Regions from separate parts of the Mus musculus genome. Here all the other regions are linked to region 5. The links are chromatin contacts, called in public ChIA-PET, Hi-C and promoter capture Hi-C maps. All regions are on one chromosome and are shown on one strand. The core of a region is the stretch at or near the end of the contact, and the rest is flanking DNA. Distances in the headings are between cores, read along the strand shown. Region 1 holds the start of Tnrc6a (trinucleotide repeat containing 6a). Region 2 holds the start of Rbbp6 (retinoblastoma binding protein 6, ubiquitin ligase). Region 3 overlaps Arhgap17 (Rho GTPase activating protein 17). Region 4 holds the start of Aqp8 (aquaporin 8). Region 5 holds the start of Il4ra (interleukin 4 receptor, alpha). Region 6 overlaps Lcmt1 (leucine carboxyl methyltransferase 1). Region 7 holds the start of Zkscan2 (zinc finger with KRAB and SCAN domains 2).

Evidence for each region. Promoter capture Hi-C pulls out the DNA fragments that hold promoters and counts their contacts. A called contact is a pair of places that touch in the nucleus more often than the background predicts. ChIA-PET counts read pairs in DNA pulled down with a chosen protein or histone mark.
Region 1: a contact with region 5 is called in a Hi-C map of B cells, with 5 read pairs. The contact joins the promoter of Tnrc6a here to the promoter of Il4ra in region 5. A contact is called at or near these places in 3 of 39 promoter capture datasets (liver and pre-B cells) and 1 of 484 Hi-C or Micro-C datasets (B cells).
Region 2: an RNA polymerase II ChIA-PET map of memory CD8 T cells shows a contact between it and region 5, with 3 times the contacts expected there. The contact joins the promoter of Rbbp6 here to the promoter of Il4ra in region 5. A contact is called at or near these places in 6 of 39 promoter capture datasets (the 3T3-L1 cell line, 3T3-L1-derived adipocytes, HPC-7-derived erythroid cells and 3 more), 7 of 115 datasets of contacts at active chromatin or transcription factors (acute myeloid leukemia, astrocytes, bone marrow-derived dendritic cells and 4 more) and 2 of 9 other capture datasets (adipose tissue and liver).
Region 3: a Hi-C map of B cells shows a contact between it and region 5, with 5 read pairs. The contact joins the enhancer-like site here to the promoter of Il4ra in region 5. A contact is called at or near these places in 3 of 39 promoter capture datasets (hippocampal neurons, liver and pre-B cells), 1 of 484 Hi-C or Micro-C datasets (B cells) and 2 of 115 datasets of contacts at active chromatin or transcription factors (astrocytes and bone marrow-derived dendritic cells).
Region 4: a promoter capture Hi-C map of hippocampal neurons shows a contact between it and region 5, with 5 times the contacts expected there. The contact joins the promoter of Aqp8 here to the promoter of Il4ra in region 5. A contact is called at or near these places in 3 of 39 promoter capture datasets (the SN4741 cell line, hippocampal neurons and liver) and 1 of 115 datasets of contacts at active chromatin or transcription factors (astrocytes).
Region 6: a promoter capture Hi-C map of liver shows a contact between it and region 5, with 4 times the contacts expected there. The contact joins the enhancer-like site here to the promoter of Il4ra in region 5. A contact is called at or near these places in 4 of 39 promoter capture datasets (cranial neural crest, hippocampal neurons, liver and 1 more) and 3 of 115 datasets of contacts at active chromatin or transcription factors (astrocytes, bone marrow-derived dendritic cells and embryonic forebrain).
Region 7: a contact with region 5 is called in a promoter capture Hi-C map of embryonic stem cells, with 14 times the contacts expected there. The contact joins the promoter of Zkscan2 here to the promoter of Il4ra in region 5. A contact is called at or near these places in 7 of 39 promoter capture datasets (the 3T3-L1 cell line, cranial neural crest, embryonic stem cells and 4 more) and 3 of 115 datasets of contacts at active chromatin or transcription factors (embryonic forebrain, embryonic hindbrain and neural tube).

Annotation. Positions count from the first base shown.
Region 1 is chr7:123,121,992-123,125,370 of GRCm38.p6, forward strand. Tnrc6a (trinucleotide repeat containing 6a) reads left to right here and starts at 1,894. Exons shown (of 24, transcript NM_144925.3): 1 at 1,894-2,341; 2 at 2,677-2,724. The coding sequence starts at 2,337.
Region 2 is chr7:122,969,077-122,972,563 of GRCm38.p6, forward strand. It overlaps Rbbp6 (retinoblastoma binding protein 6, ubiquitin ligase), which reads left to right and starts at 1,488. Exons shown (of 18, transcript NM_011247.2): 1 at 1,488-2,051. The coding sequence starts at 1,886. It overlaps 4930413G21Rik (RIKEN cDNA 4930413G21 gene), which reads right to left and starts at 1,383. Exons shown (of 1, transcript NR_045614.1): 1 at 1-1,383.
Region 3 is chr7:123,328,377-123,332,225 of GRCm38.p6, forward strand. Arhgap17 (Rho GTPase activating protein 17) reads right to left here. Exons shown (of 20, transcript NM_144529.2): 2 at 2,850-2,889. Among named protein-coding and RNA genes, the nearest start is that of Arhgap17, 40 kb to the right of the region's middle. Within about 2 kb of position 2,300, at least 68 of the 459 cell types and tissues checked have an H3K27ac peak or open chromatin away from gene starts, as enhancers often do. A contact at or near this core is called in B cells, where this site is marked.
Region 4 is chr7:123,461,005-123,464,317 of GRCm38.p6, forward strand. It overlaps Aqp8 (aquaporin 8), which reads left to right and starts at 1,290. Exons shown (of 6, transcript NM_001109045.1): 1 at 1,290-1,454; 2 at 1,570-1,814; 3 at 3,185-3,311. The coding sequence starts at 1,443.
Region 5 is chr7:125,550,260-125,554,140 of GRCm38.p6, forward strand. It overlaps Il4ra (interleukin 4 receptor, alpha), which reads left to right and starts at 2,012. Exons shown (of 11, transcript NM_001008700.4): 1 at 2,012-2,069.
Region 6 is chr7:123,418,016-123,421,714 of GRCm38.p6, forward strand. It overlaps Lcmt1 (leucine carboxyl methyltransferase 1), which reads left to right. Exons shown (of 11, transcript NM_025304.3): 7 at 203-323; 8 at 3,523-3,624. Among named protein-coding and RNA genes, the nearest start is that of Lcmt1, 42 kb to the left of the region's middle. Within about 2 kb of position 2,251, at least 14 of the 459 cell types and tissues checked have an H3K27ac peak or open chromatin away from gene starts, as enhancers often do. A contact at or near this core is called in liver, where this site is marked.
Region 7 is chr7:123,498,367-123,502,013 of GRCm38.p6, forward strand. It overlaps Zkscan2 (zinc finger with KRAB and SCAN domains 2), which reads right to left and starts at 2,260. Exons shown (of 7, transcript NM_001081329.2): 1 at 1,203-2,260; 2 at 220-406. The coding sequence starts at 1,601.

The DNA.
Region 1 (3,379 bases), core at 644-3,143, 2.4 Mb before region 5:
TTAGATTCTCTGGAAGAGCGGCCAGTGCTCTTCTGACTACTGAGCTCTTTTTTACAGCCTCAGTTGTGGTTTTGATAGAGGAAAAAGTAATCATTACCTTCCAAAATTATAATTTGTGAATTAGTCTAATCACTTAACCTTGGTAAGGCAAGGAATATAGAGTAGAGAAGATGGGTGTTGAGGTAATCACAGGAATTGGGCAGAAACAAAGGCAAAACATTATAGGAAAGATTCTGTCTTAATTTGCCTTCTATCACTGTGATGAACACCATACTGACAAGCAAATTGGGGAGGAGAGGGTTTATCAGCTTACAGTTCATAGTTCATCATATAGGAAAATCAGAGCAGGAACTCAAGGCAAGAACCTAGAGGCAGAAACTAAAGCAGAGACATAGAGGAGTGTGCTGCTTACTGGCTTGCTCCCCATGGCTTGTAGCATGCTTTCTCATACAACCTGGGATGGCCTCTAAAGAGCTTCCATATCAACTATTAATCAAGAAAATGCCTATAGAGTTGCCTACAGCAATTTGATGGGGGCATTTTCTCAGATGACTCCATCTTGTATCAGTTTAACAAAGAACCTAACCAAAGTTGATCCTGTGTGTGTGTGTGTGTGTGTGTGTGTGTGTGTGTGTGTGTGTGTTATAGATCACTAGAACTCAGGAGAGAGAGATAGGCAGATTTCTGAGTTTGAGTCCAGTCTGGCCTACATAGGCTAGCCAAGGATATAGAGTAAGACCCCCATCTCAAATAAATTAAAATGTAAAAATTACTAGCATTTATTTGTTATTCTTCATTTTGCAATTTGTAATTTTTTTCCAAAAAATGTTTATAGGGTGTTCATAAAATTAAGAACACCAAAAGAAGAAAAATGCAAAACAGACGTTAACATGCTGGCTAGTTCCTTTCTGGGCATTCATCCACTCATTAGCTAACTACAACACACATTTCTCCTAGAGCAGAAGCAGACAATCACAGAGCTTGTTTCATGGGAGAGACTGGAGCAGGTTTAAACCAGTTAAAGGACTTAGAATAGAAAAGGGCAAAAGAAGGTTGTCTGCAGAGCGAGTTTTCTGAGAAAGTAAAAGGGAGTAGATTTTAAGTAGAGGAGAAATGTGCAGATTACTAGCATTATATGCACCGAATATGTATGTACCTATGTGCATTATAATATCTTAATGCATTATATTGCAGCATCCCCCTTTGGGTATGTATCTTATTGTATTTACAATCAGGTATGTGTCTATATTGTAATTTAAGAAAATAATTGTAATAATTGTATCTTCATGTATTATATTACTGTATCTTATTTTATCTACATGTAGACTTACATACTTTACCTACAGACATGTATCTTACAGTGTTCACATGTAAGAATTTTTGGGTGTTCACATGTCTTTCTGAGAACTAGTATGGCATCTGCGTTTCCATTCTTTTATTGTAACCAAGACCCCAGGTATTGCAAGTAGCTGCGTTTAATGCCACCTCATAGCATTAGATGTCGTAGCTGGCTACAGTTATTCAACCTTTCCTGTGCATTTGAGTTAATATCTTGATTGTGAAGTACTTAAAAGTGATACCCAAATGGTTATTTCTTGAGCAGAGAAATTCGTGCAAGTGGAATTGCTGAGTCAAGGGTGTGTAAAAATTTGAGGCACAAAAATAAAAAAAATGAAACTTCTGGGATGCATTCTTCACCTGGGAAGAGGCACAAATCGAGAGGTTAAATAAATGTGGCTGAAGGTCAAAAGTAATTAGATGTGGGTGAATTTAAAAAACGGCGCGGGCTAGTCTGGCAGCGGCAGGGGTGGAATTTGCGGTTTGCTGGATTTTTTTTTTTTTTTTTTTTTTAAAGGCGTGTTTCTGTAAGGGAGGGGCCGGGCCGAGGGGAAGGAAACTTGTGTCGCAGTAAAGAAGGAGGAGGGGATGGTCCGAGGCAAGCCCGAGCCAGCCTCGGCGAAAAAGGCCGCGCTCCGCTCTTGCCAGGCCCCAGAGCCGCTCGTGGGGAACCTCGGAGTTCCCCGACAGCTCCGGCGAAGTCCTGGACGCGTCAGACAGTTGTCAAGTGGCTGCCTCGTCCGGCAGGCCTAGTTGCTAGGACCTCCATCTTGGGGCTCCCGGGCCACGGCGCCCCCGGAAGGGGTTGCGAGTGGGGCATTCACTTCCGGTCTGGGGCCTGCGGCGGCAGCGGTGGCGGCGGCGGCGGCGGCGGCAGCGGGACGGTGTAGAAAATGGCGCTGGTGCAGCGGCTCGGGCCTGTCCCCGCGGCGCTGCGGAGGGCTTGAGGCTCGCGAGCCTCGTTCCCCGCGCCTCACGCGCTAGTGCACTTTACACACATGAGGTGAGCGGACCGGAGGGGAGGCTCGCTCGGGGGGCCAGGAGCCAGCCTCCGGCGCTGCCGCAGGACCCCCTCGGGCTGATGGGCGGCGGCGCGGGGCAGTCCCCGGGGGGACGCGGGCGTGGGCGGGAGTCCCGGGCGGTCCGGGAAGCTTGGTCCGGCGCGGGCTACGGCTCTGGGCTCGGTCGCCCTGGGCTCGGCGGCCCGCAGCGCTGCAGCCCGCAGCCCCGCCCCTCCCCCACCGCGCGGGCGCTCTGCCGCAGCAGCTCCGTTTTCACGCGCATCCCCTCCCCCCGTTTTTTTTTTTTTTTTGTGTTTGTTTTTGTTTGCTATTTCAGAGAATTGGAAGCTAAAGCTACCAAAGACGTAGAGAGAAATCTTAGCAGGTAAGATGGGCGAGCCTTCGGTCTCCCGCCCCTTTATAATCGTGTGTTTCCACTCTGCTTCGCTCTTCCTGGGTTTACGGACCCCCCCCCCCCAACCTCCACCCCCACCCCCCAACCCCGTGTCATTTGCTTTCGCACTCACGGAACAGACATTCGGGAGAAACGGCCTCAGGGAATATTGCATGGGGGGGGCATTGCAGGGAGACGCGTAATTACGAGTGTGTTCGTTCTTAAAAAGAAAAGCAAAAGGCAGTTCTTGTAAACTTAGTTAAAGCATTCTCACCCTTTTAGAATTTAATTAGGGGACTTGTGCATTAATTACTATTGTAAATGGTTGCAGGCATTGTGTGACTCATGATTGAGGCGGCCCTTATGGCGGGCTGTCAAACTGTTTTGGCTTCCCCGTTATTACTTTGTAGCTAAATTGTTGCCTTTATAAAAAGATACTATGTGTTCACATTTTTTCCTCTCTGTCTCTGCACATTGTAGTCAGGCGGATTCTGTTGCATTGGAAACAGTTTTGTCCTTGAACTTCATGAAGCATAAACTGCGTTTTGTTTTCCTTTGAAACTACATTTTAGTCTGTGTTCAGTGTGTGCTCTTTTTATCAGTTGGGAAAGTAATTAAAAATTGTTACCAGTAAGTGATTATCACT
Region 2 (3,487 bases), core at 238-2,737, 2.6 Mb before region 5:
TAATTTTTATTATTTATGAATTTATAAATGCAATATGTCCCGTATGCCACAAGAGAAAAAGAATGCCAACCCTCCTAAGGGACTTTGTAATTTAAAATGGAATGAGGACCCTGCAACCCAGCAAGCATTCCCTTCTTTGAAAACTCGAAAAATGCACGGCTGTTGGCTTTAGGTTTCTATCTTATAAATTGGAGATATTTTTTTGCTGTTGTTTATTTGACATTTATTAGGCCCCCTGTATTGAGGCACAGATATGCCAGGCATGGTCTTAAATATTGAAATATACTCATGGATTTAATTCTTTATTCTCTGACAGCGTCTTTGGGAGAACGGAGTTACTTCCGACCTAGGAGACTGGGCTCCAGAATTTGCAAACATCAGCGGTCAACGCGGTGCCTAGTACAAGGTAAGAGTCGGACACAGCTCTTAAGATGCTGCTGGTGGTGATGATGGTCCATTCTCACCAGCAGCTTTGGAAGAGCTCAGGGTATACAGTCTGTTAGGAGAGGAGTTGGTGAGCAGCCATCACAGTGATGAGACTCGTGCGTGGGTGGAATTCGCGGTTCACCCCCTCCGCACTTTGGGGCCTCCGCCGCTTAAGCGCCCCTTCCAGACCCGCCCGGTGGGACGGTCCGCCTCCCCCTCTCTGCGGACCCACGTAGTTTCTCCTGTTCTCCGCGTAGCCTCAGGTTCCACGCCGCAAGTCACAAAGCGCCGGGTCACGTGGGCGGGCCGGTGCGCTTTGTGACGCAGACGGCCCCGCCCCCGGCCCGCCTATCGGCGCACGCCCAAGCCCCGCCTCGCGTGCGCCGCCCGTGCAGTCCCTGCTTAAGAGACCCCGGAGTGGGGGCGCTCGCCCGAAGCCAGGCCGCGTCCGCCATAGTGCCTGGCGCGGAGGTGTCGTCGGCGCAGGGTGCGGGCCGGAGAGCGCCCGGGGTTGGGGGGGCAGAACAAAAAAAAAATAATAATAATAAAGAGGGAATCCAGCGACGCCCTCGCCGCCGCCCGACCGTTTCCGGGCTTCCCGACGCGGTCGTGGGCTCAGAGGCGACAGGAGCGGGAGCAGCGCGAGGAGCAGCAAGAGGAAGAGTCGGGCAGCCTCGGTGGTGTCCCCGGGGCCAACGAAGCCGCCTTCCGGGGCCCGGGGTGGTGAGGAAGGGCCTCGCGGCCTAGCTGGGCCCCGCACCGGCTTTGTGTCAGGCGGCGGCGGGGGGGAGGCGGAGCCGAACCGGGCGGCCGCTGGAAGGCCTCTCCTCCGCCGACCGCGCGATCTCGGCCTAGGCCGCGGGCCGCTCGTGGCCTCCGGGGAGCAGGCGCCAGGGTGTGTGTGCGGTGGGGGCCTGGGCCTGGGGACGCCGACGCCGGTCGTCCGGAAGCCGGGAGGAGGCGAGAGGCCGCTCGTGGACTCCGGGCCTAGGCCCTCTCCCCGCAACCTTCTCCCGGGGCCTGGGTCACCCCCATCCACGGAGAGAGACTAGCCGGGAGGTGCGGCCGCTATGGACCCCTGACCCCGCGGGGTCATTCGGACTCTAACGTGTGGACTGACCGCTACTGACTGCACCGCCTGCCCCCGTCTCCTGCCGGCCCTTAGCATGAGCGAGTGGGACCCAGCCGGGTGACATTGTGCCGGTTGGCGGATCCTCGATTGCCCCCTTTCCTGTCTTGCTCCTCCCTCATGAAGCGATTCTGAGTACGGGGGGTTCCGGATTATTGTTCTCACGGACCCCCGCTTGTGGTTGGGGGGGTATTTAATCTGAGGCCTTAGGGTCCTTCGTTGTCTTTTGAGTGTTTTGTGTGTGTACATATTTTGCTCTTAAGTTTATAAATATACATATATTGAGAGTGTCCACGTCTCCTCGCTGAACCTTAGGAATCTTTTGCCACAATGTCCTGTGTGCACTATAAATTTTCCTCTAAACTCAACTACGACACCGTCACTTTTGATGGGCTCCATATCTCCCTCTGCGATTTAAAGAAGCAGATTATGGGGAGAGAAAAGCTGAAAGCTGCCGATAGCGATCTGCAGATCACCAACGCACAGACGAAAGAAGGTAAGAGGCACACGGGCCGCAGATATTTATTGGGGGGAGGGGGGGGCGTCAAGGTTGGTATTTTAAGTTTCTTGTTTCAGGCTTGAACTCCATTCTTACCCGTTGTCATACACAGAGTTTCATTGATAGCCAAGGATTGCAGCACCCGACCTTGGAGTTTAACTGGCCTTCTGAATGCTGGGATCTGTCTTACCTAGCAGGCTGGTTTTCAAAATGGGGCCCCACCTCCTCCTTAATTAAAGTTTTTTAAACAGTGGGATTGGGTTGAAAAGAGAAAAGGGTTGCTACCTGAGTCTGTTGGGTGTTTGCCTTGTGGCCTTTCCCTAACTTGTTTTTCCATCAGGAGAGGAAAGCCTGTGTAAGGTTTCCTATTGGTTAAAGCAGCAGTAGATATAACTTGTTGGCTAATCTAGCAGCGTTTTGAAGCTGATAGCAATTGTCCACTGGCCTTTTATTTATTTATACGGGGTTGCTTGTAGAAAAGGTATTTTTGAGGATTTAGTTAGTGCTGGAATTGGTTTTGTATTTAAAAAAATGTTCTGAGGTGAACACTCTGAGGTGTAATTCCAGAATTAGTGATATTTACTCAAAAGTTATATTCTGTAGCCCAGACTGGCCTCCAACCCCAACAACCCCTTTTGAGCTTCCCAAGTGTGGGGAATGCAGGTGTTAGACCACACTTAACTGTTAAGCAGTTCAGAAAAGTTTCAAAGTGCAAGGCCCTGGGCTCTTCATCCGACACCACCAAAATATATGTGTGTGTGTTTTTCTAAAAAGAATGCTACCATGTGTGAATGTAAGTAAGCCACTGGTTATAAAATTTGAGCTCTTCATTTTAAAAGTAATTGGGTCTAGGTCCCATCTGTCTGTCTGTCTCTCTGATAGTTTCTCTGTGTAGTCCTGACTGCCCTGGAACTCGGATCCACCTGCTTCTGCCTCTCTAGTGCTGGGATTAAAGGTGTTGCGCCACCTTGAACTCGGATCTCTTGCCTCTGCCTTTGAGTGCTGAAATCAAAGGGGTGCACCACCACCCCTGAAAACATCATAGTACTGGGACTTGCTGCCTTTGAGTGCTGAAATCAAAGGGGTGCACCACCACCCCTGAAAACATCATAGTACTGGGACTTGAATGGTGGCAATGTCACAGTCTTCTCTGACTCTAAACTTGTTTTGCTTTCTTTTTCTCAGGGTAGTAATGCTCATGGGATGGGCTCTGTTAGACTTCTAACATTCATTGATAGTGTGAGAAGAGAGTTCTAAATGGAGTTGTTTTATTTATGTTATGGTCTTAATTTTTGGCCTTCTCTACTTAGATCAGGCTAGCCTCTGACTCAGATCAGCTTGCCTCTGACTCACAGATCAGCTTGCCTCTGCCTCCTGAGTGCTGGTATCAAAGACATGTTCCACCAAGCTAAATTTGATAAAAGGTGTGGGAT
Region 3 (3,849 bases), core at 1,050-3,549, 2.2 Mb before region 5:
TCTCCATGTGCCATTCATTAGAGCAAATGATTACCCAGGATCCCTGGGCTTTTCATCAACACGTCAGCCCCAGGAGGACAAGAGCCCTGTCTGTTTTGTTCACTGGCCCCCGAAGTGCCTGGCCCAGTGTCTCTCACAGGATCAGAAGGTCTCTACTTTTGACTATGCTAGACAAGTACCAAGTATGCCTAATATTAGAAAAGCAACAGAAAAGACATCTGGTCTCTGCTACAGTTCACAGTCTCCTGGTGCAACACTATGCCAGTAAAATAAAAGGCAGCTCTGGCAGAGAGAGATGAGAGAGGCAGCACCACCTCAGAGACAGGCCAGCAACACGAACCTGGTGGCCTACACTAGAGATCAGAGCAGAATCAAACAAACCTTTCTCTCAGGCTCCACTGTCAGGACTCACCACCATTTGGTCCATTCTCCCATTTGTCTCTCCCCATGGAGCAGACTGGCAGCATCCTCACTGGAGTGGAAACTGAGGCACTGGGGATTAACTCAACTCGAGGGAGGCCACAGGCTCAGCCCTGGCAGTAGAGGTAGCCCCAGGAACCACTGTTGTGCGGGGGGGGGGGGGGGGGGGGGGGGGGGTTGTTGTTTTCTTCAAGTTAGAAACAAGGAGGAAGAAAGAGAGAGAGAGAGAGAGAGGGAGAGGGGGAAGGGGAGGGGAGAAAGAGGGAGAGAGGGAAAGAGAGAGAGAGGGAGAGGGGGAGGGAGAGAGATTGAGAGAGAGAGAGAGAGAGAGAGAGAGAGAGAGAGAGAGAGAGAGATCTGTGGCACTTATGACAGCAAAGAAAAGTTTGCATTATCAAATTAGGGTGTCCCAGAGGGGGCAAGGCTTTCATACCCCACAGGCAATACAGACAGCTCTCCTCCAACTACAAGGATCTCAACTCAGAATGTCAAAGATTAAATGTGATCATGTAAGTATTGGGGCAGGTGGCATAAAACACATGAAAACCTAGCTGAAGCTGAAGTGCATAAACAGTATTCAGGAAGTAAATGAATTTAAAATATGTGCCCCAAACAAAGAAGTGTCAAGAATGCAATTCCTTAACAAATCTTTTTTTATTTTGTAGGCTGGCCCTGAACTTAGAATCTGCCTGCCTTTTAAAAAAAAAAAAAAAAAAAAAAGCTTTTAAAAATATACTGGACAGTATGTGTGGCTCAAAGCAGAATACAAGCTTAGACTGCTCTTGGTTCAACCCCCAGCACCAAAACCCAGATCAACCACCCCCCATAGCCATGGTTTTGGGCATCCATAACACGTAAGAGCACGTTCCATGCACACTTTTCGTTCCCTAAACAACCCAGCATGAGGACCATCACATGGAACTAATATTGTGCTCGACACCGTGAAGAACAGAGAGGGAGTTACAGTACAGATGAGGCTGGCTGAGGCTCGGGGGCAGACCGCTTCCTACTATGTGCAAAGGCCTGGGTTTGGTTTTCAGCACCACAACAGTAAGCAAATAAATAAATGAGTGAATGAATAAATAAATAAATAAATAAATAAAGATAGATGCTATCGAAAGGATGTGTGCAAGCTAAATTCCAACACTGCACTGTTTGTATATCTAGAACAAATCTGTCCATGGAAACCAAAGTGACTACATTCTGCCTGCAGGTGGCTGAAGCAACTCAAGACAGTTGGCAGGCTGCGATGGAGGGAAACCCTTTTCTGACTTATGCCAGCTCCCCTTTCCACAGGAAGGAATGGACAGAGTCCTAGGGCCAAACTTTTGGTCTTTAGAGCTGCACTTGACTAGACAGACTGCTGTATAGGTTAAGGAAGCACAAGGCAGGCAGGCAGGCCACACTGCTTAACAAAGGCTCCGTGCAGCCAGGTTCGCCCTCCCTCAGCCTTTTGCAGTGGGTGGGGACATGAGCAGAGATGAAGCATATAAAGTCCCAGTGTCTTCTCTAAGACCAAAGTCAGGGAAACTTCATGACAGACGGAGCAGAGTGGCCCTGGGAGGAAAAGGAAGCAAGGTCTGAGCTGAGGCCACAAAGTGTCCCAGGCCTCTGGTTTCTTGTGCTACATTTGCCCCATTACTACAAGCCTAAGCTTCCAAAGACCCAAGCAGCCCAGAGTTAGGGAGAAACTGCATGAGCAGGAGAGACGTCAGAGCTCTAGGCTGGAGCCACTGGGGCCTCTGAGCAGTGAGTGGGCAGGACCTGTCCCAGCAAGGGTAGCATCACAGCAGAGTATCAGAGTGCCAGCCTGCCCAGGGCCTGTAAGCAGGCCACAGTGCTGGGGACTGACCAGGCCCCACCCACCCAGCACCTGGCACTTGAGAGCAGGACTAGCGAGCGAGCCAAGCGACATCTGTACTCCATAACGTGACACGAAGTTTCAGATCCCCTTCCTCTCGCAATCCCATCATGCATCTCTTTCCCCCATACAAGCCCATGCTAATTCAGTTACGCTGTTCCACCAAGGAAAGAGCAAGTGAAATGCCTTACAAGCTCCAAGTCTCCCCTGTCTGCCCCACCCTAGTGCCCATATCTGTCCTGCGTGGTCTCCCGTGTTGGGCTCTGAACACAGAGCTCGTGTGTGGTAGAGGGCGCTTTACCAGAGTTGGGGCCAACCCCAGATTTACTATTTGTTTTCAGTCCACATCTTTAGAGATATTGTTTTAAGACAACTAGAGGCACAGATGTGAAAGTCCAGCTCAGGGAGGGCTAGAGCAGGAAGACTGTGAGTTCAAGGCTTGGAAGGGCTACAGAGCAAGTTCGAGGCCAGCCTGGGCAATGCAGTAAGGCCTTGTTGTAGAACATTCGCCCAGCACGCATGGAGCTTGGGATGGGATCCCTAGTTAGGGGGAGATATATTTTGTTACCTGTAGCAGATCTTCACTGAGGACTTCGGTCTTCTCAGCTCTATGGGAAAACATGAAGTTCAGAATTAGGCGTGCAGGAGAAGTAATCTGTGAATCTTAAAAATGGCTAACTGGGGATTTTTTAACCATACAGGCAGGAGGAAATTTACAGCACAGGGCAATGTAAGCAAAACCAAAGGAAAACAAACAGGCTGAACAGCAGCTAACACAGGAGCCCATGGTGCAGGACAGTGGCCCTCAGCCTGGAGCCTGCTATGGAGGTCACTCACAGTCTTTCTCCAGGGCTGGCCACACAGCATTCTAGACTGACTCCGTGTATGGAGTACGACCCTGAATTACAGAGGTCTACACAGGCCATACTTTAAGAAACAACTCCTTTCTGAAGGCTTAATTAACTTCAGATCCGGAAATGATCACAGCTAAGTTTTCACAGCCAGACTTATGGAGAAAAACTGGCCCTAAATCTGTGAAACTTAGGCATCACACCATAGCAGGAAACATTCCTTTCTTTAATTTTTTTTTCCTTTCTTTAATTTTAAATGGAAAGAAAGGTATTTCCCAGCTTTCTCTTTGCAGTGCTTAGATCAACTACTGGATTTGCTGAACTTCACAGAGAACAGGATGTGGCCAGCTATCGGAAGCAGGGCAAGTCTAGGCTGCTGGAGTACAAAGCTGAAGAAAACTGCCCAGAGACCCAATTGCTCAAGGGTGTTTGCCATTATTAGGAAGGTGGTCTTCAGTAGGTCGGGCTGGGTTGGAGGAGGTAGGCCATTCGGCATACCCTTGGATAAGATTCCCTGTCTCTTGTGGTTTGGACCATGAAGTGACCAGGCTTGTTTGTTTCCCCATGACATTCTGTGCAACCACGGTGTAAAATGACAGAGCCAAGCAACCATGGATCAAAACCTCTGGAGCCAGGAGCTAAAATAACTCTTTCTTCCTTATTTGCTTAACATGGATGCAGCATGCATGTATGTGTGTGTATGTACATGTGTGTGTG
Region 4 (3,313 bases), core at 40-2,539, 2.1 Mb before region 5:
ATGCTGTAAAGATTGGACCCTCCTCATGGAGTGTTCTCCAGGTGAACCTGAGGCAATGTATGCAAGGCTCTTAGCCAGCTGCTGGCACTGTAACATCCGAGTGTGCATTCTAAGGTTGGTGGACGTTAATACATATGAACTCTTGCCCGTGGGTGTCTATATGGGTATTACAGGTCTGTGGGGAAGGGGAACTGGTATAGCTCATGGGGTGTCCCCCCCCCCCCGCTGTAAGTTTTATAGCTTTGAAGGGAAAGGTTTCCTGGCAGTTGGGAGCCAAGGGATACCACAAAGCCATTCTGCATGACAAATTTCATACAAGAGATTTATTAGAAGGGAAAAACCCAGGAGGGTGGCTACCTCTGCTCAGACAAGAAGCGGCAGAGAACTGAGCAGAAGACAGGCTTTATTTTGGGCTTAGGGGTAGGGGAACAGAACTTTCCAGGGTAGAACTTTCCAGGGTGGGGATTAGTGGGACTTCAAATCCTGATCTTGGGCTTTTTACTCTGTAGGGCGGAGCTGGGCCACCTGAGTGGTGATTATAGCAGTTGGAGATCCTCAGGGGCAGGGCCTGGCCACTCGCACGCCATGAGGGGCTTACACATATATTCTGAGTTCATGGACTCTGGCATTTTTGTACTGTATCTGGAGCTACCTTGAGTCCTTTTCATTTCTTCACTCATTGAAGCCCTGTAAGGATGCCATGCCATTAGCTCAGTCGCTGTCATTTGCCGATGAAACAGTGAAAGTGACTCGAGCTCAGTGGCACTCAATTGCGTGGTTAGCTCTTGGCTTGTACAAGCTGAGCTGGGGTGTCAGTGCAGGCAGTGTGAGCAGAGGGGTGCATCTCACTGGTGGTTCCCTGGCTTTGGGTAGGTAAGCCCGTAGGTCCTACTCCTACTCATCCCCAGGTTTCCAAAGTCCACCAGCTTTACCATACACAACAGTGCCATATTGTCCCTACTGCCTTAGGCAGCCAGCAGCCATCATCAGCTCACACACTCGCTGGGTCAGGTGATCAGGGTATTTGTGGAAAAGGTCCTGGGTGGGAAAGAGACCCACGAGGATGGTGGAATGTCAATGGTAGCGGAGCTGGCTGTTACTGAGTGTGCAGTGTCTCCTGCTGGGACCTTCCTCAGGCCTGAGCACTCATGCACATGATACAAGCTAACCACGCCTTTCCTGTTGCTGGCACTAAGCCCAGCAATCATTGATCCCACGTGGCCCTTGCCCTGTTGAGATTAGAAAAAAAAAGTTGACTCTTCTGGGCCACCTCCCATTCGGGCTTTATTGCTTTCTGGACACCTTTGGTGAATGTCCCCAGTCCTTTAAAAGCGCAGAGTCCGCTAGACTCTACCTCCAGTCTGTGACCTAGAGATAAGTGAGTACAATCTAGGGCAGCCGGCGAAGCTCCTGGTAGCTCTGGCTCGGATCTTCTTGAGCAGATGTCTGGGGAGGTGAGTCTGTTGCCTGGGCAAGGGCACTAAGGATTTGGTCAAGGCTGGGGGTGGGGGCTTTTGTCTTGGGGCCTCTGCCACCCATGTTTCCTGTCTTTTTTTCCCCCTACGGCAGACACCAATGTGTAGTATGGACCTACCTGAGGTCAAGGTGAAGACCAGCATGGCTGGCAGATGCCGTGTGTTCTGGTATGAGCAATACGTACAACCATGTATAGTGGAACTTGTGGGCTCCGCTCTCTTCATCTTCATCGGATGTCTATCGGTCATTGAGAATAGTCCGAATACTGGGCTCCTGCAGCCTGCCTTGGCTCATGGGCTGGCCTTGGGGCTCATCATTGCTACCTTGGGGAACATCAGGTGAGACCAGACCTCATCATTAGCTTAGTGCCAATCTGGGGAATTCTTGGGCACCCACTTATGGTCTTACAAACGTGGGGGTGGGTCATCTAGCTCTGCAGTCTGTGAAGACTATTAAATAGGAGTCATACTGTTACTACATGTTAAAGTTAGCTTCGAGCCAACATATACCCATTGCTAGCTATTGCCTCTGCTCTATACTGAGCATGATTCAGATATTTGATTCTAGTGACAAACTTAAGAAATAGGTTCTGTTATTTCCCGTTTTATATTTGCAAAAGAGAAAAGTCCACATCACTGAGATGAGGTATTTGCTACCAGGTGGTGGAGCCAGGAGTCAAATTCAAGCTGTCTGGCTTAGTGTCCAAAGCCGAGGGATTGTCTTGGGGAGATGGGATCGTGGGGTGCTCAGTATTCACTACTGTTGCTGCTACTCTTTGGGAGTGAATTGGAAAAAGCAAAGCGCCGGGTTTTTGTCCACTGCGATGCACAGAAAGTGCAGGGGCTTCAACCTGACAAGAGTGTTTTGTTTTGTTTTGTTTTTTAGAGGCAGAAAAATGACCATCCCTTGGTTTTTTATCTGGGTAGGAGCCCAGTAGAATGGGTTGATGGGAGGTGGGCTGTTTCCCAGAAGAGCCAGCTGTAATGGTAGACATTCCGATTGGGTCATCTGACAGGGGGACTGGGATAGGGCTGTTCTCTATCTCACTCGAAATCAGATCTGAGTGAGGACATTGAGTTACTGCCCTCTGGGAAGAAACAATGGACAGTTTATTATCTCTTTAAATGGGTGGGTGGGGGTGCAGGAGTTCTGGGCAGGGTGAAAGGCACATGACCTTCTATCTAGGTAGGCCTGGTGGCTTCCTGGCTGGGCAACCAAGGCGAGCCTCTGAGCTTGTGTTTAGCTGTGTGATGCAGAAGAGGGCAGCATCAGCTTCAGTGAAGCCCGGAGTATGACCAGCAGGCAGAGATGCCTGCTGAACACGCACCAACATCTTGCTTTTGCAGTCAGCTGTACCGACTGTAGGTACAGCACTTTGGCCACATTTCTGAAAGGCCAGAACAAGCTCTGAGGAGTTGGAGTAAACCATGGATGTTCTCTGTATGTGTTTGTCTCTAAGGCCAACTAGGGCCTGGGGTTAGGGCCTGCTCCACCCATCTGCAGCTACCTTTGCTCCTCTCACCCCAACACAAAGCTCTTCGTGGAAAAACGGGAGCGATTTGCACATTTCTGCTTATGGAAGGGACTGGGCTGACTCCAGCCTGCAGGCTCAGCTTGGAGGACAGGCTGAAGTACATATTCCCAAGGGATGTCCCTGTGGTGAGCCTTGGAGCATGTCCTCATGGCTTCCTTCTCTTCTTGGTTGTAGCGGTGGACACTTCAACCCTGCTGTGTCGCTGGCAGTCACAGTGATCGGAGGCCTCAAGACCATGCTGCTAATTCCCTATTGGATCTCCCAGCTATTTGGAGGGCTGATTGGGGCTGCCTTGGCTAAAGT
Region 5 (3,881 bases), core at 762-3,261:
GACTCCGGGTCTCACACACACTAGTCAGGAATTCTGGTAGTAGTCTGAACTACTTCCCCTCCCTCATCTTGGTTAAGACAGGGACATAGGCCTCACTGATTAGTTGGAGTTGGCTAGCTGGCAGGTCCCAGGGGTCTCTGCTTGCTCACTACTGGAGTTACAAGTATATGCTACTATGCCTGGCTTGTGTGGGGGATGTGTGTGTGTGTGTGTGTGTGTGTGTGTATGTGTGTGTGGTATATGAGCATGTCCGTGTATGCACTGGGTGTCCTGGTGTACCACTCTCCACCTTATTCCCTTGGGAAAGAGTATCTCACTGAGCTTGGGCTAGACTGGCAACGAGAAAGCCCCTGCAGTCCTCCTGTGTCCTTTTCCCAGAGTGCAGAATTACAGGCAAACCCAACTTTTTCCTCAGATGTTGGGGTCCAGGTTGGTGTAACAAGGGCTCTTATCTACTGTGTAGTCTTCCAAGCTCCACTCTCAGCTTTTTAACATGGGGACTGGGGTTCAAACTCGGGTCTACTGAGGGGACCCAACAGAGCTTTCCCCACAGCACTAATTATTCTATCACACTACATCTGTTTCAAAAATAGTCTACTCTTAAACACTGAGGTAAGCTCAAAGGCAGCTCCATCCGCTGTGCTGGAATGCGCTCCAAGCTTGGAAGGAGGCAAGCTCGGGAAGCCCTTAAACTGGAAGAAGAGCCTGGATTATCTGGGGCTCCCAGCCCACTCTTGGGCCAAACAGAGTGGTCACTTAGGAAGTCTGGGACTGTGGAGGGAATATAAGCTTCCTGCTATTGTCTGTCTTCTTGGCCAGTATCCTTGGCTCTGTCCTGACATCAACTTAGATACATAGAAAGGTTTTTTGAAAGAGGAGTGCTAAGAATTCCCATCATTGTGCCCCTGAACATTTTCAAATGCCTTCCCTGACCACATGTGTGCTGGCCTTCCTGCTGCTTTCCGGTCTGTCAGCACTGTCTAGATTCTGATTTCACAACCAGGCACGCAGGCTCCAGCCCAGCTGCTTTCTCGGCCTAGTTCTGCTGAGCTTCTCTGAGCACCTGAGCCAAGCAGGGCTGGTCCCAAGCACCATCACAGGCCAGCCTGTTTCTGTCACATATCGATGTATCTCACATAGTCCCCTCTCCCCTGGGCAAGGGTCATACAATCCAGTCACATGAAGACAAGTGGCCAGCCAGGAGGGATCAAAAGATGGCTTGCAGACTCAGAAGACAGCAAGATGTGGTGGCTTGTATCTGCAATCCTACTTGGGAGGCTGAGACAGGATTACTGTGACTTCAAGTTCAGACTGTGCTACAATATGACAGCCAAAGCTGTATAGCAAGATCCTGTCACAAGAAGCAAAAAACTAAGCCAACCCAATCCATAATGCTCAAAACAGGATGGCAAGCCCATGGGATGGCTTAGCTAGCAAAGGCAAGGCTGGTCACAGTTGCGCTGCTGTGGGCGAGAGAACAACTTCGTGATGTCAGTTCTTTCTTTTCACTTTTGCGTGGTTTCTAGGGATAGATCTTGCACTCTCAGGCTTGCGGGCCATCTCATCAACCCTTAAGCAAGTTTCCTAACAGATCCATGCCTCAGCTTCTTCATCTGAAAAGGGATAGTTGCGCATGACTCCCTCTTGGTAGTAGCAGCAAGGTTCCTGCCTGAACCTAGCAGGAGACACTCGCTCTTAATTGATGAGTTGTTTTGCTTTCTGGCACAGACGCTGAGTAAACATTGGGAAAATGAGCAACAGCCGCAAACACAAGCCAAGCTGGTCTGTAGGGAAAGGGCAAAGATTCGAGTCCCGCAGTCGTGGGACTTAAAAGCTGGAGCTCTGGACAGCTGCGGACGCGTGGGGTGGGGCATGCAAATAAGCCAGCGATCAGGCAAAGTCCGGAGGACTGCGGGTGAAAATGAGCTGGGTGAGGGGCGGGGCATGTAAATGACCGTGCACGGGGTGGGGCGTCGCATGTAAATAAGGGACACCAGGCGGCGTAGGAAGCGGGGCGAGGTCCTTCTCGCAGGAAAGCCCCGCGCGGCGCGTGGAGCCTGAACTCGCAGGTAGGAACGGGCGGTGGGGAAGCCTGGGGACCGGGCAGTGGTGGCTACAGAACCGATCTGGCCTGAAACCAGAGCCCGCGGAACCTGGGGTGGGCATGGGGCTGCTGGGCTCCTCGCTCAGCCAGGGTCGGCTGCCTTCGGGCGCGGGTCAAGCAAGTAGACAACTCACGCGCTAGAACTCAGGGAGCCTCGGCGGTCCGGTCCCCACAAAGACGTCCTAGGGATCTTTGTGTAGAAGCCCGGACTACCAGGCTCCTCCCAGGTTCCGGTTCAGTAACCCAGAAACCTGACTATTGTGGCAAACTGGACGTTGTATAAGCCAGCTAGTCTGTGATTCCGTCTGCCCCCAAGCCAGCACTCCTGGGTCCTGCCCTTCTCCAGCCCTTTGGGAGGTGTGAGGCTCAATGTGGCCTTCCTTCTACAGGTGGTCTTTTGAGAGTCTGGGGGCATTTGCTGGGACATTTGTCCCATCCTAAAGTCTTATGGGGAAACTGAGACTTGAGAATATGTTTGGCCAGAAGAGAGTAATGGGATTCCACAGTCCTGGTAAGGCCTCTAGGAATCAGCCAGGGAAGTCATGACCGCTTAAGGGGACATTGAGGCAGAGAGGGGAGGTGACCACTGTGTGTGTGTTCCCCAGCTCGTCTGTGCTCTGCTTGCTGTTTTAGGCTGTGCTCTCTGACTGAGGGATAGACACACAAGACAGGGAGTGTATTGGGCAAGCAGGGCACCTCTTCCTTGGGCAGTACAGCTCCTGAGTCAGTTTGGGGTGTGGGAGAACACTTTGGCAGGTCGAGAATCAGAGACAAGAGAAGGCATGCTGAACTGTGGGTACAGCATGGGCAAAAACTAGAAGGTGGGACGGCTCCGTGTGCCACCTCGCTGACATAAGAGGGGCTAGATATGTGGAAAGGGAGACAGCGCTGCAGGAGCCCCTGAATTCCTTGCTTTGAGGCTCAGGGAAGTCGTAGGAAGGATTCGTAGTCCTGGCCCTGCTCCTGGATCTTCAGGGTAAGGATGGGGAAACCCAAGTGAGTCGCCCAAATGATCACACACTGGTAATTGGGCAAGGTTGTGACCATCTGAGGGTTTGCAGTATTTGGGCTGTGCTGGGGTCTTAATACAGTGCCATCCCAGACTGGGGAGGGCCAGGTGGCCAGGGAGACTGTCCCTGAGGCAGGCACAATGACTGCCACAATCGGGGATGAAAGAAGAGAATGCTTGCATTCACCCACGCCACACCCTACTTTTCTGCCTTTGGGGGCTGGGGCTGGGACCTAGCTGGGGTACACACTCACACTTGGCATGTGTACAAAGGAGCTTGCCACGGTCCCCATGGCACAGGAGGCCCACATGGCAAGTGAGGCGTGGAGGTTGAAAGCCAGAGCTCCTGACCAAGCAAAGGCTTGATTTGTTCCTTGTGTGTTCCTTCATCAGAGACTGACAGAGGCAGGGGCACCACCGTGAGTGTGCCTGCCGTGACAGGACACTGTTGGGTATTCCTCGGGTTGAGCCTCTGAGACCAGCCTGGATGGAGACCAGCCTAGCTGTGTATGGCTGGATTCCCAGCTTCATGAGGCTTGCCTGGGTGGGCACAGACTCACAGTGACCCAGATTCAGACACCCAGCATGGATCAGAGTCCGTTGTTCCAGTTCTCAGAACCAGAGGCAGGGAATGGGGCTAGAACTGAAGATGGGAGGCAGGGGGGCAGATCTGCGTTCGGATCTGTTTGGATCTCAAGAAAAATCACTCCACATCCCCACACCTCCCGTTTGTCAGAGGTATCTGGGATGAAAATGTTCATGAAATGG
Region 6 (3,699 bases), core at 1,001-3,500, 2.1 Mb before region 5:
CCATGTCCTTATTTTCCTAAGATAGACAGACCCTAGCTCCTTGTCCTCCTTTCCATAGTTGTGTCTCTTGACACTTGTACTGGACATGGATCAAGCCACATGCTGATTCTGGATTTCTTGGCTATGACGCACCAGCTCTGTGATGTTTGCATAAGTTGATGTCTTGATGAAAACACGTTTACCTCCTCTGTTTTTCCTTAAGATTGCCAACACTCCTGATAACTGAATGTGTGCTGGTTTACATGACTCCAGAGCAGTCAGCCAACCTCCTGAAATGGGCAGCCAGCAGTTTTGAGACAGCCATGTTCATAAACTATGAGCAGGTAAGTTCCTGAGAGGCGGCTTCCAGATGGGCTTTCAGAGTAGCTTTGCCCCAGTCCTTGTTCAGTTCCTTCTGTCACAGCCACACGTGTGCTTCTCCCATCTGTTCTAGCAGCCCTGTTCTCCTGCTTTCTGGGCTAACCCCCAGCTGTTAGCAGAGATTTTGGACCTTGATTCTCCAGGAAAGTTTTCCAATTTTTATTTTATCATATGTTATTAACAAACTTGTAGAACATGAATTGAAATAATTTTGGCCATATTAGAAGGAAGAGCAAGCTTCAAGTCCCTTATAGACAGGCAGGAAGGAAGGTGAACAGAAGGCATTGACTGTGTGATGGTGTGGAGGATGGGGACTGAGGGACCTGGGGCTGCTGGGTGGTTTAGAGGGTGTGGCCTGAGAGGGGCTGGAGAGGCTACTTATGAATGATGCGGAGTTGGGAACTGAGGGGCCTGGAGTGGTCACTCCTTAGGTCCAGCCAGGAGCTTCTTGTGGGCATTTGACCTAGAGTTGCAAGAGCTCCTAATTTTGTAAGAGAAGTCTGATATACAGGATTGTAAGTATAAAGTGCTCTATCCCTATAGTCACTAACCACTGACATTGCTCCAGTGGCTACAGAAAAGGCCTTTTTTGGAGCTTTGAAAGGATCCAGCTTGAGCCCCAGTCTTCTGTGGGTTCATACTCTCTGTGCCTCTGTTTCCTTGCCTGAAAGTAGTAATGCCCCTGCTTCCTAGTGTGAGGGACACAAGAGTTAGTGTGTATGTTTACACCAGGGCCCCCTGCCCCTCAGCTAGTAAGTGTGTGCTGTTCAGACTCTTCTGAGCACTAGTTGTTTACTGCTGGGGATACGGGTGAGGTTACACACCCATATCCACCATGTGGAGGCCTCTGTTGCTCTCTGCCTCGTTCCCTTGAAATGGTTCTTTCACGGAACCTGGAACCTGCAGCTCATTGGCTAGGTTGAATGGCCAGTATAGCTCCAGCGATCTTCCTGTCTCTAACCCCCAAGTACTGGATTATAGTGTCGGGTGGCCAGACTGGCTTTTGATATTGGTCCTGAGCATGGAACTCAGATGTTCATGCTTGCATAGAAGACTTCACCATGAAGCTGCCTCTCTACCACAGTTCTCTGCTGTTGAAGAAATCCTTGAGATGCTACACACAATGCATGCTAGATGTCGACATTATTTACTTGCTTAGTTTGAGACAGAGTTTCACTGTGTACCCTGGCTAGCTGGGAGCTTGCTATGTAGAACCAAGATAGACTCATCCCTGGGTAATCATTCTACTTCCAAGTGTTGGGATACCAAATTCGTACCACGGTAACTGGCTTTGAAACAAAACAAAAACTCTTTTTAATGGGATCTCACTTATAGCCCTACCTCGTCCACTTAATCATTTCCTTTTTATTTCATTGTATGTAAGAGCAACACAAGTATAAGTGTGGACAGGTCTAGGCTAGACTAGGAATTGCTACTTCCTTTCCCTCTCCAGTTCTGGGGTCGTTGGTTCTCGGTTGGCTGACTTTCTTCCTTCCCATCTACAACTGCTGCCATGTGTCCAGGAGCATTGGCCATGGAAGCCAGCCCCTCAGCTTCTCTCTTAATACGATTGCAGCCAGGGCACGGTCTGCTTTTGCGGCATACATGCATGGAGAGTGACTGCCATATGTCCTGTGTGTGCTGCTTTGTTCATTGGCCTTGCCTCTGCTCTGTCCAGAGCATTTATCTAGCACACTCTGGGAGATGCCAGGTTGATTCAGACTCAAGGCTTCTCACTCAGGAGCACACCTGGGACTGGGCCAGATTCGATGGCACCACCTCAGCTGTCTGTCACCTGGTTTAGCTCCCACCATTCTCACTTTGTCAGTAGAAATTTAACTTGAATCAACAGTGTAGATTAGTTGCCTGTGTGTTTTTCCTGGTTAATTGTTTACAGCGACAAAGCCATGTTGGTAACTGCGTGATGACAGTGCACTGTGCTTTCCGTACTCTGTACTGGGTACTACTGGGTCAGTTTTCCATGTATTTGCTTGTTTCCTTACATAGAAGTCCATAAGGCTGGTGTTAGTCTCCCCCGACAGTTAAACCGTCCAGTCTTCTCAGGGTCACAGCTGTTGTCAAGGCAGGATTCAAGCCATCATTCATAAAATGAAGATTGTGCTCTCAGACACCTTCTGTCCTGACGCAAATGAGGGAGGATAGCATTGCTGACAGTCTGCCTCTGGGGTGGGTCTTATAGGTAAAATGATTTCTTTGTGTTCACTTGCGTGTGAACAAGGACTGCTGTGTGTACTATGACAGCATACAGTGACATCATGTCTTCCAACACTTGTGCACGGACATAAGTTAATTGTACCTGACAGAGGATTGGTGCTTATGCTATGATTGCCCACAGTAACACCATTTCTTCTGCCTCTCTGGAGGCTGAGGCAGGAAAAAAACACCTGTTTAAGGCCCATTTAGGCAAGAGACGGTCTCAGGAATATAGGACTGGTTATAACAAGACAAGCAAATCTCTCTCTGACCCTAGATCTTAGTCTTCTGTCAGGGACACAGTGCTGCCTGCTGTGTTTTATGTTTTTAAATGCAGGGGAGACAGGCAGGAACATTCTGTTCATTTCTCTAAGCCTTGCTGCTTCTTACAAAATTCTTCTTTACATTTATTTATTGTATATGTTTGTGCATGTACATGGTGAATGTGGGGTGGTGGGGGGACACAGCCTGTGTGAGTTGGGAGTTGTCCTCTTCTACCGTGTGGGTCCTGGGAATTGAACTCAGGTGGTCAAGCTTGGCAACAAGTGACTTTACCTGCTGAGTGCTCTTCAGTCCTGTACTCTGCTTCTTAAGAGAGTATCTTAAAGTCATGTAAGCAGTATGGTATGTCATTTTATGAAGGTAATAGAATTGATGGAACTTAATAGGTATTTCTTTCCATATTCTTCCAGTTCCACGTAGCATTGCATCTTGGCACATGTATGTGAGCCTCTCTGCCAGCAGTAGGATTGTTGTACTAGGTGGGCATGTAAGTGTGTGTGCCACTCTTTGTAGGGTGCACCAGCTCAGCTTTGTGTCACGTGTCCCACAACCTTCCCGGGCTGCTCCTGTGTGCATTACCAGATGTCAGCCTTGACCGGGCGTTGTGCTCTGCTTATTTAGGACAGATCTTTAAGGTTGTGGCTAACCAGCTTTTCCCCGTCTCAGGTCAACATGGACGACCGGTTTGGGCAGATCATGATTGAAAACCTCCGGAGGCGAAGTTGTGACCTGGCAGGAGTGGAAACCTGCAAATCACTGGAGTCCCAGGTCAGAGCATCCCCTCAGCCAGCAAAGCGGGGCACTCGGTGGCAGGTGCACCCTGAGAAGCCCTGCTGTGCCTGT
Region 7 (3,647 bases), core at 1,010-3,509, 2.1 Mb before region 5:
TTCCCTGGACAATCTAAGTTTGCATAATTTCCATCTTTATGATCCCATTTTATTTTGGTAGTAAATAATTCTGATTCTTGAAATAGATGAAAAATTTACTTCAAATATTCAATTTACTTGTCAAATGGATATTGAAGGGACCTCTACTGAGTGAGCCATAGTGTTAGGGATACAGTATAAACTACACGGTCTCTGACCTGGTGTACTCTGAGTCCTTACCATTCTTAGGTAATGGCCTATGTTCCCTTTTTTGGTTCAGCTGTTCTTGGTGTCCTGAGTGGAGGCTTCCAGCTTCCTCCAGAGAAACAACCCTGTGCTGGGTCTCCAGTTGCTCTGGCTCAAAGTCAGCTACTTCCCACACAGTTCTAGGTGGGGCTTGCTTCTCTGAAGGCAGAGGGCTACTGACCTGCAAAACAAAGTCAACATCAACAAAGAAAATCGGAGGAAAGGAATTGCAGTCCCAACAGAGACGTTAAAGGGCAGGAGAACTGAGGGGGGAGAGGATCTCCACGGACGGAAGCGGGCTCACAGTCATTTGGGAATATGGGAAAAGGAGAGCGCTCTTTATTTGTGTATTTTTTTGAGGGGTCATTACTACAAAGTCCTCTTATATATCAGGTGCACAGAGAACTAATCAGAACACTAGTGAAGTGAAGAATCACAAAATCAACTCCTGAGCACACCCTGTGCAAGGTGAGACTGTAAACCTGTCAGACACTGAGGACTTCACACGGTTAACAAGAGGGCGCTGAGAATAACTACAGACCGGCAAGCAGGGACATAGAAAAATGATGATCTGGCCGTTAAACTGGATGAGCGCGGAGGAGCACGGCACAGAGAGTATTTCACAGGACACCTGCTGGAATGGTAAGGGTTAGGGAGGGCTCTGGAGATCCATGAGATCTCCCTCTCCCACCAAACCCTGTGAGGCATTAGCTATTTAATACTGTCTCTATCGTTTTGGTAGAAACATTATACTGAGGATTAGAACAAACAAACCATACTTTTAGTTTAATTTGCAAGATCATAGTTCAACCAAAATTCTCTCCTCCATTTAGTATGAATTTCAAATCTGCTTTTTGGGGAATTTGGTTTCCGGATCTTTTAAAAGTCCCATTTATTTCTATAATGAGCTCTTCTTCCAGAAATGTAGCCCTGCCCACCTGCCTTTCCCACCACATCCCTTTAAAATCCTCGCTCACCTGCTTTCGAAGTCTTCTGGTCTCTTTCTCCAAATGCACTACTAGGGCCACCGCCTCCTCTCCGCTTTCTGGACATTGCTTCTGCGCCCAGGTCTGAATCTTCTCAGGCAGAATGGTGAGAAACTGTTCGATTACCAGCTGCTCGAGGATCTGTTCCTTGGAACGCATTTCTGGCTTCAGCCACCGACAGCAGAGTTCCCAGAGTTTACTGAAAGCTTCATGGGGTCCTGTCACATCCTCATAACAGAACTGCCTGAAGCATTTACGGAAGGACTCACATTCAGTGCTGCCTGATCTTTCCAGAATGGGCTCCGATACCCACTCGGAGTCCTTTTCCACTTTCATTATGAGGCACTCCTCAACTTCCACGTCGATCTGAGGGTTCATGACAGTAGCCATGATCCAATGGGGCCAACAGGTCTAGCTCCAAGTCAGGGCCCAGAGAAGCTTCCGAGTGCCCTCCACTTAATGCCCTTGGAAATATGGGACCGTAGAGACATAAAAGACAGCAGTTAGCTGGGACAAGGAACTCCAGGCTGATTAATCAAATTTGTACAAGGCTCTTGAAAGGGTGAATGTGCACCCACCCCAAAGTCTGCAAACCCGGCCTCTTATCCAATCAAGATGCGCCCCCTCCCATGAGGTTCTTTAAGGTGCAAGGTCGGAAAGACCTTAGGTTAGAAGCTAGGCTGGAAGGGGACCCAGGGGACTGATGCTGGGCGGAGGCGCCGATCGGGAGGGGGTGTGTCCGCGAGGCGCGGCCAGCCCTGGGGTCCTGGTCCAGGTCCAGGCCGCTGCAGGTGCCCACCAGGGGCGCGAGCGCAGGAATGTCCGGACTCGCAGCGGCGCCTGCAGCGCTCGGGGTTCCTCCGCACGAGGATGCCGAGAACCTCGGCCAGAGGGGAAGAAGCTGCGGGATGAGGCTAGGCCTCGCGGGGGGCGGCGAACGGCTGGCGCGCTGCCCTGTCAGCTCCGCCAGCGCAGAGCGCGGGGGGCGCTGGGAGCCGCGGCCACGCATGCGCCGCTCGCGACCGGGGTCCGTGCGAGGCTTCCTCGCGGGCAAGGAGGGGGGCGGGAAGGCATGCGTGGAGGAATCTCGCGAGAGCGCGCAGCACCGCGACTTGCCGCCGAGGGACTTTAGGAATGAGGGTGAAGGGAAATTCTGGGCGGAGGGACACGCTGAGGTCTGATCCTATTCCTCCAGAGATTGTGAAGCAGGACGCGAGCTAGCGTCCTGCCTCAGGCCAGGCAGACGTTGCGGGAGGCTGGAGTAATTTCTTTAGTGGAAGGGGTGCGCGCGTGTGTGTTGGGGTTGCGGGTGGAGGGACTTCTTTGTGACAACTGGCGGAGGGATTACAGTCAGCATCTGGCTGTGCATGGATTGCTACTGTCTGGGAGCCTTGGTTGGAGCCAGGACTCCTGAGGAAGGATGTGTGGCTAGCTCTGTTCAAATGTATGGTCAGGAGAAGGCTTATTTTCATTTTGGGGAATCTCTTAATTACCCAAGGCTCTGAGGTCTGAGTAGCCAACGGGCTATCTGGGACCTAATAGGACCGGGCCTAGATTCCCCTACTGCTGCAAAACTTCATAGCTAGATGTCTCAGAGCCTGCTGGCTCATAAATGTCTGTCCTGTAAGTGCCTACTTTGTGACAATGTTTTAGGCTCTTGGCATCGTTAGTGGGCAGCACAACTCTTATTCTCAGAGGCAGGTAGCTTATTAGAAAACAGACCAATGACTTATTTCTCAAAGGTTTTGCCATGATTTGGCTAGTTCTAGCATCGAAGCGGCATAGAGAATACCATAAGGATAAATGGCACGGCATAAACTGAAGGAAGGTCAGAACGGAATAATCCGCGGGTGCATCTAGTTAGTATCTGCCACGGGAGAGATGGAGCCAATACACAGCCTGTTTTAATTGCATTTAAAGATAGTATTATTGAGTACTGGTTTCTTACCAGACATGGTGGTAGGTGATAAGCAAAACAAGATCTCCTATCATTAGTAGTTACAAATAAAGTTCTGTATACCTGGGGTGAATCCTTCCAAGAAGAGAAACACATTCAAGATTTGGTTTAGGTAAGAGGTCTGGGTGAATTTCTTGGAAGAAGTAGTACTAAGGATGAGATCCAAAAGACAGACCTCTAGTGGGGATTGAGCAAAGACTGGCCTTCACAAGAATCCCATAGAGAGGATGAGGTTGTCTCTATTTTAGAGTTTAGGGCGCTGAGACCTCAGTAAGGGTGGTGCAAGCGCTAAAGGTGATGGGGAGTCATGGGATGAGAATAGGGTCTTTTATGTACATGGCCCTCTTGTTGGTATTAAGCCAGGTGCACATCTCAGCAGCTCAAGGTCACAAACTTGAAGGCTTGTTGGACTTAGGGAGATTTACCATGAACTGTGTGAAGGAGAGTATAAGATAAGAAGGAGCTGGGTGTGATGGCAC